Regions from separate parts of the Mus musculus genome. Here region 1 is linked to region 2. Evidence: chromatin contacts called from public promoter capture Hi-C data. All regions are on one chromosome and are shown on one strand. The core of a region is the stretch at or near the end of the contact, and the rest is flanking DNA. Distances in the headings are between cores, read along the strand shown. Region 1 holds the start of Cdh5 (cadherin 5). Region 2 has its middle 120 kb from the start of Gm32531.

Region 1 (6,326 bases), core at 3,108-5,607, 950 kb after region 2:
GTGGCTCAAGTTCATCTAGATGATGAGCCTGGCACAGAGCTAGGGAAATGAAGATATTGACAAACAGTGCCACTGTACTGAGCTCCGGTGGCACTTCTCAGAGAGGACTGAAATCCAAACACAGAAAGCAGACATAGTTTCTGTTAGCCTACATTGTGGACCTGGTGTCCATGAACTGTAATAAGCTAACAAGTGGGCTTCTCCAGGGCAGAGGAGCTCAGTGGATGAGAGCAGCAGGCCCAGGGCTTCCTTAACTGCAGGATCTTCCCCTGGTGGCCCAGGCTACCTCCATCTACTTTTGGAGTGACTGACTCCAGATCTCACAGGCAATTCAATGAGTGACAGCTCTCTGAGAACTCCAGAAACTCCAATAAAGGCTCTCTCCTTCCTGGTCTGGGCTTGTTTTGTTTTGTTTTTGTTTTTGTTTTTTATTCAGTCTGGGATGCCAGCCCATAAGCTGGTGCTGCCCGTATACAAGATGGGCCTTTCTCCTTAGTGAGAGCTCTCTGGAAATCCTCTCACAGTCACATCCAGAGGTTTGTCTTCTAGGTGACTCCAAATCTAGTCAAGTTGCCAGTGAAGAGGAACCATCACAGAGCTCTGGGGGCAGGCTTTGCCACTGGACAGATGAGGACTAGAGTTGGGGGGTGGGGGAGGACTTTCCAATGGGAATGGGAATCAGATAGACTAGGTGAAAGGTACTGCTTTTGGGCTGAGCATTAAAGGGTTGCTCCCAACCCTTGGCTGGCACAGTGAAGAAGGAAAATCATCTCGGAAGAAAAGGACAGCTTGGGCAAATGCTCAGAGGCAGGAAGCATGTGTGGCCATCCTGAGCTGAACTACTGTGTTCAGCAAGGCCAGGCAGACATATCCAGGAAGGAGCTTAGTTGGAGCTAGGCACAAGTACATGAAGCAATACTTGGTGCTGTAATAGATTAGATCCAACCCCTGCTCTCAAGGCCATCCTATCTGAGAGAAGTTATAAAGCCTAGGACACAGAGGCACACAGTAGGAGTCGTACTAGGAGCCTCAGAATAGCTTCTGTTATCAGAAGCATCATATGAAGAAAAGGGAAAATTTGGAGCAGCCAAACCTGACTGCAGAGAGACTATGGGGAGGTTTGCTGCCACCAGACAACTTCTCCGAAGGAGATCTGCTCCCTGTTCTTCAGCGACACTAAGCTCAGGCAGGAGTACCAAGTAGTCAGCCCACACTGGCAAAAACAAGACAAAACAAAAGGGCATCAAGAGCCAGGCATGACTGGTGTAAACCCTGTGAAGTCAGTATCTGAGAGACTGAGGCAGTAAGATCATGAGTTAGTGCCCAGCCTGTGGGCTATCTGGGGGAAAAGGGTGGGGGGGGGGGGAAGAAGGAGGAGGGGGAGGGGAGAGGGAGGGGAAGGAGGAGAAAGAGGAAGGAAGGGAGAAAAAGAAAGAGAGGAGGGGAGGGGAGGGGAGGGGAGGGGAGGGACCAAGGCAGGAAGACAAGCTAGCAGTAATGCTGGCCAAACGAGATACAGCTGATCACTTGGCTCCCAGGCAAGGCAGCAGTGGGCTGGGAGGGGCTGGGAGGAATGCTGGGAGCCCCGCGCGTGAGCTCCTCAATGTGAGCGCTCAGCCACAAGGCCTAAGGGGCTGCCAGACTGTAGATATTGGGGGTTCATCTCCAGCCATTCTGTCTCCACATACCTCAGGTGAGGGCAAGGGATCTGCATTTCCAACTCCTCTCTCCACCCTAATGATCCTGAGGCTTGAGGACCATGCTCATTAAAAAAATATATTTATTTTTATTGTATGCATATTGGTATTTTGCCTCTCTATACATCTGTGCAACCATGGGCATGCAGTGCAGGAGGGAGCCAGAAGATGGCATTAGATCCTCTGGAACCAGAGCTACAGACACCTATTTGTGGCCAGAAAGGTACTAGTAGCAGAAACAAGGTCCTCTGGAAGAGCAACTGATGCTCTTAGGTACTGAAGCATCATCCTGCCCCAGAGACCACTCGCATATGAAGCACACATATTCAGTCTGCCTTACTTGTGTTAATGATTGCCAGTGTCCCTCTGACCTCCTAGCCCTGAAAAGTGTGGCCTGAAGGTCATTTCAGAGACGGGGAGAGCTGCTCAGAGAAGCCAATCGGCGAGTCTAGGACACACAGACAGGATCTAGTCCCAGAGTTCGCTAGCCTAGGTGAGCGTCCCCTGGCCCCTTATACCACTTCCTTCTCCAGCTTGCATCTAATCTGCTCTGGCAGACCATCGTGTTTCCTGTCTTCCTGGCAGCCTCCAGCACGCTCAGTGCTACTCCCTGCGCATGCGCCCTCCTCCCAGTACCTTCTCTGACTCCAGTGGGCTTGGAGTGCGAGGAGGAAGGGTGAGGAAGGGGTGAAATCAGGTATTGGATCCACAGGGGGTCTGAAGAGCACTAGCCTGGCCTTTTGGGACTGAACTTCTGCTATGAAGACCTCCACTGCCATCCCTGGAGTCCGGGGCACATCCAAGGCTTGCCTGTCCATCGTTTACTGTTTACAGATGACAACAATGACTGTGTTCGGGGCAGAAATATCCACCAGGGCTAGAGTACAAAAGGAGTTTGCATTGATGGCCGGACAGGCCCTGTCCCTGGCAGCCTGCCAGCGCTGAGTATGAGACCCAGCGGGAAGTGCTACCCTGGCAGACGTGTCCACTGAGTACACAGACCACCAAGGCAGGCAGCTCTCGGGGAAGCTGTCTATGCTGGGCCAGCCCACCTTGAGGGCAGGGAACAGAACAGATTGTGGCAGAGAGGAAAATGTGGAGCTTCTGTTTGTTCACAGACACACGCACTCGCCCACGCACGCACGCACGCACGCACGCACGCACGAATGCACGCACGCAGTAGTTGAATGCTATGGATTCCGCTCAGAGCTGAGAACAGCCCCAGCGACAGTTCCCTGGCCTCTCTCCTTACTCTGATGTCCTCATCTGTCTTCACATGGTCTCAGGACGCTAATACTCCATCCTAATGTACACTCCTTTCCCTGGGCCTCCGTTCCAGTTCAGTTCTCAGAGGACCTGGAGGGAGTGATTGGCTACACCAACTTTGCTTTCGTTCACCAAGCCCATGTCTCTACTTGGGTGTCTAATGGGCATCTCCAACATTACCTACCCCAAACAGAAAACCCTTTCTTCCCCCCACCACACCCCACCCTACCCCCACAGTATTTTCTCCATGCCCGGAAAGATCTGCTCTCTTATGGTCCCTCTTTGCCTCACTGAAAAGCAGGACAAGTTGGGGACTTCCCAAACTTTTATGCATGAAGAAACCCAGGCAATTTGCCAAAAGGTACACTCTGGGGGTCTGTCATTTACTCTGAGCCAGAACCCTGAAATTTTTACTAACCCATCACATAATGAATGAAGAGAATCTTTTTCTTTTTTTTTTTTTTTCTTTTTTTTTGGTTTTTCGAGACAGGGTTTCTCTGTATAGCCCTGGCTATCCTGGAACACACTCTGTAGACCAGGCTGGCCTCGAACTCAGAAATCCACCTGCCTCTGCCTCCCGAGTGCTGGGATTAAAGGCGTGCGCCACCACGCCTGGCTGAATGAAGAGAATCTTGACCTCATCTCCCCAGCCTCTTGGTCCTGAGGGACCCTGGTCTACCTACTGCTTTGCTGTCTTCTTAGCTCTTCTTACTTTTTTGCTGACTCAGACCTATGGCTATCTCCATTATACAGATGAGGAGACTGAGGCATGGATCCCTGGTTGGTCCATGGTCACGTGAAGCCCATCACCCAGTATTTGTAAAGTGAGATGGGCCAGGCTGGTACCTTGGAACTGAAACTCACACTGCCCTACCTGGAAGAATCTGACAGGCAAAATCTGCTGCTGAAAGTGATTGTCTGTCACGTTTCTCAGCTGCCCGACTCTGAGAACTCCACAGCCCCCTTTCGTTCCACCATACTACAGAGTCGCCACGGAAAGCCGGCTCTGTGGAGAAGCTGAGGTAGCTGGGTTTCTGTCTGGGTTACTCTGTCCAGCGAGGAAACAAGTACCTTAGACCCACTAAGCCTCTGCTTTCTGAACTGTAAAGTGGGGGATATGACACCTGCCTCCCAGGGATGGCTGAATGCTCTGGCAGAAGCTTAGAGCCCCCACAGCTACCCCTAGGCTCACAGCTCCTCCGATGAGACCTAGAATTGAGGTATGAGTTGAATACCCCAGGCAGGTCCAAGGCTTCCACGGGCCCAGGCTGACCAAGCTGAGGCCGCCCACCGTAGGGCTTGCCTATCTGCAGGCAGCTCACAAAGGAACAATAACAGGAAACCATCCCGAGGGGAAGTGGGCCAGGGCCAGTTGGAAAACCTGCCTCCCTCCCAGCCTGGGTGTGGCTCCCCTCTCCCCTCCTGAGGCAATCAACTGTGCTCTCCACAAAGCTCGGCCCTGGACAGACTGCAGTGGAGAGAGCCTTCTGCTCACGGACAAGGTAAGTGAGACTCCCAAATCCCTCTCTACTCCTGTCTCATGGAGATAAAACTGGGAGAGTCCTGGCTTGCCCGTATGGGATGGCCACTGTAGGACTCTCAAGGGAACACAGCCTCTCCGGAGCCTGAGTCTCTCTGCTGGGGCCAGGGTAGGGCTAAAAAAAATGCATATCTCTTAGTGTGCAAGGACACAAACGGTTATCTCAGAACCAATGTTCAAGAAAGACTCAGCAGCCTTGTAAGTAGACTGTCGTACTCAGGGAAACTCCAGTGACCTGGAGCTTCTATGACTACCAGGCTCAAAGAGGATAGGATTTCCACTGTCACTCAGCAAGGACAAGGGCAGAGGACTGGAGTCTGGACCTTGGATTTGAGTAGGATCTGCTTTGTGTGGGATGGACAAATAACGGCTCTGTGATTCCCTTCCCTATCTACCAGGATTAGCTCTGCCTTCTGCCCAAAGGACAATCTGGTCCAGAGCTAAAGAGATAGATTTCCCAAGGTCTGACTTATATTCCCCTGCCCCGTTATCTCTACCTACAACACCTCGAGGGACTAGGGTGGGATTTGGGGAGCTGAAAGGGGTACTCGTTCCCTCTGTCAATATCTCCCACTTTCAAGATGGGCCTTCTGAGGTTCAGCTCTGGGCACTTGGAGTCCCATTTATGAGCCCTCTTCCCTCATCTCCCCTAGACTCTCAGAGCCTGCTTTGTGTTTCGGCAGTTGCAGGCAGGAAGGTAGCCTGTAGTTTCTCCCCCAACACCAGATACTCAGAGCCCAGAGCTCAAGAATTCTTGTGGCCGTACAGCTCAGCAAAGTCTCTGGAAGGCCCTAGAGACAAGGACCTCTGAGCCAAAAGCCCAGCTCAGAGACAGTGACCCTCGGCACTGATCCCAGCCTACTCACTTCGGTGTGGCCTTGGGACGGTAACCTAAGGTCTCCAAACCTTCATTAGGAGAGGACATTTTTGGATGCAATTCTATTCACAATCTGTGGTGAGCGGTGGAGATGGTTCATGCAGAAAGAATATTCCGACAAAACAATGGCTCCTGGATTTACTATCCAGTCCCAAGGAGGTAGATAGGGTAACTCTGTACTCAGAGACAACAACAGAGATCCAGAGGAGAGTTAGTGTGAAAATTGAGTCAGAATGACGATGGGAACTTAGATTTAGTCCTCCTCAGCACGGGCTCTTCCTGGAACCTGTGACTACATGGGGTCTCTGGCTTCTAGACCATAAAGTTGTAGAAACATCTTCAGTCCTTACTTGTGATATACACTCTTGGCTCTGGGCTTAACTCCTAATGAGAGGCAGATAGATAGCCAGGGAATCCTGAGTGGATTTACCCACTACCCCATAGCCATAGGTGGCTGTGAATACCACAAAGATTTGAAACCACAAAGCACAAGTCTCACACCTCCTGTTAGGGGGTCTCACCCATGTGAAAGGAAGGGCCAGAGTAAGAGAGGCCATATACTTAGCTACCCCTGCTGCAAGCACCTCCGGGCATCTGCGTTCATTAGTTACCCCTGGAGGAATGTGGCAGGCAAGCAAGACTCTAATGACAGTGGATGACTTCAAGGTTGGAAGCTTGAAGGGTCTGGGAGGCTGGTGGGTTCTGGGTTCTTTAGAACTGGGTTGAATGCTGAGTCGCAGAGAGGATTTTGACAGCCCAGAACAATTAGTGGGCAAGAAAGACACAAAACTCTCCTGCATCTGGCCTGAGCCCAGCCATTTGCGGACTGGAAAGTACCAGGTGACCCCAAGGGGCCAGGGGCAGCTGATCCTCAGGGCAGTCCTTCAAATTCTAACTTTTCACAATTAGGAGCTAGAAGAAGTTCCCAGTACCTTGAAGGGGTTAA
Region 2 (5,920 bases), core at 852-3,351:
AAGTACAGGGAGAATTTAGATCCTAATTATGGTCAGCCCCAGCCCTGAGTTCCTCCTCTCTTTCCAAGGCCATAAAGCTTTGACTGTATGCCTGTAAGCCTGTCAGACCCACACTGTCCTCCTTACTACCCTCAAGCTCTTTCTACCCAATGTTCAAAATCCCCAGAGTCTACCACTGCTCTCCCTTTGAGAGCCATTCACACCTCCCCATTGCAACCATTATAAGCATTGCTAGTGTCCCCAAATTGGGATCTACTCTCTGTAGCCTAGAAGATTTAAACAACTTTGAACATTTTTGAGCCTTTATATTTATTTTATGTGTACAGGTGTTGTACCCAGTGCATGTCTCTGCCAGTTACCTGAAGAGTCCAGAGTGGGGTGTTAGATCCATGGACCTGGAATTCCAGACACTTGAAACACTTGTGAGCCTTCATGCTGGAGTTGGGAATCGAACCCTGGTCTTATCGAAGAACAGTTAATGCTCTTAACCACCAAGTCATCTCTCCAGTTCCAAATGAAGCGCTTTTGAAACAATTCCCACCGTACAAATTCCAGGGTTAATTTTGCTTTTACATGTTCAACTTTTGTCATAAATCTTTTACTGCTCCAAATGTTTCACAGATGTAAGCAACTAAGAAAATAAGGTACGCTCCAAAGGAAGCCTTACTTACCAACTTAAACCAACCAAATGAGGAAAAACTGCCTTAAGGACCCTCTGTCCCCTGTATTTCTTTTCTAATGCCAATCACCCAGTTCCCCTCTGAGACTCTGTGTGAAACTTAGGGCCTATGCAGAGCTGTTTAAAAACTCTGGCCTGTGAAATGAATCCAGCTCATTAAGCCTAATATTCAAGGCTCTTCTGTCTGACAGACTTAAAAGCCATCCCCTAGGGTTACTCCGACATTCAAGGTAGTTGGACCATTCCTGACACATGATAAATATCTGGCAAATGTAGTTTGTTTTAATAGTTGTTTCTAATCTTTCGACCATTTGTAGATCTTTACCTTCTATTATGTTATTTAAAGGCCAATACTCTGTTTTCAGTCCCCAATCAGCTCTCTCTTGTCATTCTTTTCTTTCTTACCCTAAAATTTCGTACATATCTAATATCTGTATGCAGAGTCCCATCCCTCTGCCAAGGCCCACTGCCTTTTGGATTATTATCACAGCAGAAACCATCTCTCCCAGCTCTGAATGTTTACAGACTTGCACCAGGACTCTCCTAGGGCCTGGCTCCATTATTAGTCTGCAGGTCTATTCCTTCCCTCTCAGCTTAAAGTGCATGCTGAGCCTGGGTCATTTCTCCCCATCCCCCTGCTCCTACCCGCAGAGGCAAGAGGCGAGTCCTCTGTAAACACAGAATAAATGAAGACAACCTGCTCTATCCCTTCGAATTGCCATGCATTGCCATATCTTGAGCCTTGGGACTGCTGAATTAAGCAAAGACATCTGTGATTATGAAACAGCCCCTATCCCCATAATGCTATTTAAAGGCAAAAGTGCCATGGGAGAATAACAGTGCAACTCAACATATTTCAGGTTGAATGATTCTGAATGTCAGATTTGGCTTCTTCCTGGGAGGCTCCTTTGTGACAAGAGTTCCCTTCCCGGCAAACACTTGCTTCGGGGTTCCCATTACCACCACCCCTTATGGTGTCTCACAGCTCTACATAAGAATGACTGTCAGAGAGTAGCCGCCTATGGGTCTGGGCCTGGTTCTGTGACCCTTCTGATCACTCTGGCCCAGCCCTGGCTCACCCGACTGCCTCAGCCTCCTCTGGATAGAGTGTTTCCTGGAAGCCTCAGGAGAGGGACTCGGGATACTGTAAAGCACAGCTGTGATCGCGTTCTCTATCTCATCCCTTCTTTAACAGCTTCAATGGTTCCGCATCGTAAGTGCCACATCTCTCGCAGTGTGAGCCACGGCATCTCATCAGAAGCATCTGGAACACGCACCAAAATGTATTCTCCTGAGCTCAGTCCTGAACCTAACGAGGCTGGATATGCTGTGGCTTTTTTTTTTCTTTCTGTAGCTTCAAAGGTGATTTCGATGTTTGTACAAGCACAGGCAACCCATACTTAAGTAAAGCAAGATGTTCCTTTCAGCATTACCATGTGAGCCAGTCTGTCTCTCAGCAGAGTCGCATCAAAGCCCTCGTTGCTGTTTCCCTTTAGTTTTCGTGGGTTTTCCATGCATACAAAATGGGTCAGTGACACTGGAAGCAGCTGGGCCCTTGCCACCTCTGTCCTTGAAAGGCTGTTTCCTTTGAACCTTTCTCTCTTCACCTGTGTGAAAGACAGACAGACAGACACACACACACGCACACACCATAAAATTCATCTATTTCCCTTGTGCTCTCTCGGAAGCATTGCTCCTGCCACAAAACCTTCTGTCTGTCTCTTTAGAGGGTTCAGCTGTCTTCATTCCTGCTGCCTTCTCCACCTCCCAAGTCTGTGTGCTGTGAGTATTGATCTACCTGCCTGTCCCCCATTAGTCACCTGCCACTGAAAGCTGGAACCCTGCACAGATGCAATCAGTATGACACGGTGCTTGTAAGCTACAGAAACACATAATGTGGGTGCTCCCCTTAAGCTTCCTTGCTGAAGGCAGGGCGTATTGCTGAATCCCACAGATCCTCAGTTTGTTTATTTAAACAAAGATGGCCACAGTATCACTACCTGATTCCACGTTTTAAGAGTTAAATATGATCATGTATGTGGAGGCCAAATAACAATATCCAAATGTACAAGAACCAGGTATACTTTTACTGTTAGGGGTGTTATTATTATATTATGATCTTATTATCTTAAGTGAAACAATAATGCCTATCCCAAAGAGATAATAAATAACTGTAAGTATTGTCTGCTGGTAATGCTACAGATAGAGTCTGGTTATTTGGTAAGAAAAAATTAATGAGATAGTACGAGGTCCCACCCCTTACTTTTTATGATATTATTTTCCTGGCTTTGGTAGCTCATGATGCAGAACGGAATCCCGAAATGGAATTTATATGATTTCTGATTGTTTCCCCATGGAGCAAGCTGGACCATGCCACAGTGGAGGCATAACCATGAAATAGGCTGCTGAGAATTGTCCCCACACAAAAGGAAGCAGGCTTGAATTACAAGGTATGTGAGCATCATAGATAATGCATAGGGAAAGAGGAAGAAAACAGTAGTACTCACAGAATGATGCTAACATTCTCTGTGCATCCTTTGAAGTACTTTATTCAGCCAAAAGACATTTATTAAGCACATCATAGGCAATCACTTGACTAATAGTAATACAAAACAAAATCTCTACACTAGATGACTACTGATTAGACAGAGTTCCTGCCCCTGATGAATTTATAATTTTATGGGAAGAATCAAGAGAGAAAATAATAACAAGTCATTTTTTCTACTTTGTACGATGGAACATGTAAAAATCCATCATAGGAATGAAGCTTTTACATGTGGTAGCACAAGGGGCCACTACTTTGTCCTGGCTATGCATTGGGACAGTTTGTCTCCCTCTACAGTGATGTGAGGGTGTCTACTCTTCAGATTCAGGCCATAATTGCAAAATGACCAGAGCAGTGAAATGTGTTTCCACTTTGGCCTCCTAACAGCCCATCATGGAGCTTAAATTCTATTTCTTAGTTGGTTGTACATTAAGTCTTTTTATGAAGGGACTAAAATAGCAATGAGCATATATTTAATGGCACCACAGTGGGGGTTTGCAGCCATTCTGAGCTACATAGCAAGTTCAGAGTAACCTGGCCTGAACAAAAGGCCAGCTATATAACATATAATACATGAATATGTATGTTTATATATATATATATATATATATATATGTATGTATATATGTATATATACATATATATACACATATACTATACACATACATATACACATATACAGTTATAGGCTGCCATGAGGTATTATCAAGCATCCTAGTTAATTATTTTTCCCGTATCATTCCCTTCTCTAACTGACCTTCCTATGTGTCTTCAGACTTAAATTCCCTTTTTCATTATTCCCCATTCCTTCATTCATACACACTTTTAAATTGGAGTGACCTACATAAAGGCAGGGGAAAAAATTTGTTCCCAAAATCTATACATTATCAAACACAAATCCAAGTTCCTGAGGAATATGATACCTCCCTTGGAGGTGTTAATCAAGACCATCCTGGGTACCCACAAAATAATACAGGGTATTACTACCACTCTTGGTTTGTCCACTAGAACTTGATGGTAAGACCCTACTACTGAAGACACCACACATCGTGTCCACAAGATGTAGAGAAACCAAGCTGGTACTGCCATGGAAGATGTCTCCCTCCTTGGCACTTTTCATAATGCTCAAAGGTGGTCTGCAGACTAAGGAGAAAAGTTAGCAACAGTCCTACTCAGATATGAATCCTGAAAGCTATAGTAACGACCAAGCAGATGAGATGCTTAGTGGTTCAGTAGTGGTATAAAAATCATGGGAGTAAACAACAGAATTTTATTGGATTTAAAATATACTTTATAATATAGAACTTGTAAACTTGGCCAGAGTCCTAAAGTTAGCGAATCCATATGACCTAGGGGAGAACCTAGTATTAAATGTACATAGGATTATGCTGCCATCTATATTTTATCCTTGAATCCATAGATTACTGCAATTCTCATCATTGATTTGAGAAGACTCTTTTTTCTGAAGTGATGGATGGAGGTTAATATGGAGGACCACACTGGTCAAAGTGCGGAGAATAACTGATTACAGAGTTCTCATTACTAAATGGGACATCTATATCACATGATCTCAAAGACTCAACATATGCTGGAAGTTGGAGTAGAAGGATCTTAAGGGCTAGAGGACCATTGTGAGAAACCATCCTTTGTACACGATAGGGCTGAGATACCCATAACACACAATAGCTGTGGCTGTTTTCACAAAACTTGCAGAGAAGCAAACTAGCATGGATGGAGAGAGTCCTTGTGACACCTGACTTCTAGCTAAGAGGACAGAGGCAACTGACAGCTCCTGGAAGAGGAATGGCCAATTTCCTTCAGAGATGTGACTACTAGCAGGTTTCCCATGCTCCGCCAGACAGCCCTTCACACACATTCACGAGAGCAGCAGAATAGGGCCTCAGTGGGTTATGAAAAAACAAATAAATAATAAGATGAAGAAGACATGAAGTTGGGTAGGGCATGTAGGGGACTAAGGAGTAAGTAGGGAAAGTGATGGGGAAATAGCAAAATATTTAGTGTACCTATATTGTGCCATCTTTATTTGATGTTAAATACATCATATTTTACCTATCAAAATGCACGATTCATATTTTCATAACAAGTCCAATCCACAATTGTGTTGCTTTTACTGTACATTATGCATTCCCCTACTGCAGTGTCCTATGTATGTAGCAATATTACTGCCCAAGCTCCTCTATCTTTCAAGTATATTAGCACACATACTGAAAACACATCTTCCCCATATACACAAAACCCCCATAGAATGGCCAGATACACAAAGACCTTGAGGTATAGAACCTGCTCTTGGCCTGAATCTAGTTCTCTCCAGGAACTTGGGTGGGACTTGCTTAGAGTTATTCTACCTAAAAGGCCTCATGAAGTGTTTCACTGGAAAGGGAGACAAGGCTACAATGATAAATGCAAATTTAAGCCTGAGAGACAGAAAACAATTTAAAAGGTTTGAAATGGCAATTTTCATGTTTCAAAAATCTTAGAGGTGCTGTCATATCCAGGGCCTTCTCTGATGCGTACTGCAAGTAGGCCATCACAAAGCTGCTGAGATGGGGAAGTCTAAGCTGTGCAACCCATCTATCAATGTCTGACAGGATAGGGGAAGACCTCCAACAGTGCCAAGGCTCCCTCTCTGGAGTGCCATAAGGAGAGCTGATTGTGGTATGCATCGCTCCTTTGTC

The links. Promoter capture Hi-C pulls out the DNA fragments that hold promoters and counts their contacts.
Region 1: a contact with region 2 is called in a promoter capture Hi-C map of hippocampal neurons, with 4 times the contacts expected there. The contact joins the promoter of Cdh5 here to the enhancer-like site in region 2. A contact is called at or near these places in 7 of 39 promoter capture datasets (the 3T3-L1 cell line, cranial neural crest, hippocampal neurons and 4 more).

The regions. Positions count from the first base shown.
Region 1 is chr8:104,097,268-104,103,593 of GRCm38.p6, forward strand. Cdh5 (cadherin 5) reads left to right here and starts at 4,358. Exons shown (of 12, transcript NM_009868.4): 1 at 4,358-4,465. The region is part of intron 1 of Gm29682 (predicted gene, 29682); the gene reads right to left.
Region 2 is chr8:103,146,925-103,152,844 of GRCm38.p6, forward strand. No RefSeq gene overlaps it. Among named protein-coding and RNA genes, the nearest start is that of Gm32531, 120 kb to the right of the region's middle. Within about 2 kb of position 2,102, at least 13 of the 459 cell types and tissues checked have an H3K27ac peak or open chromatin away from gene starts, as enhancers often do.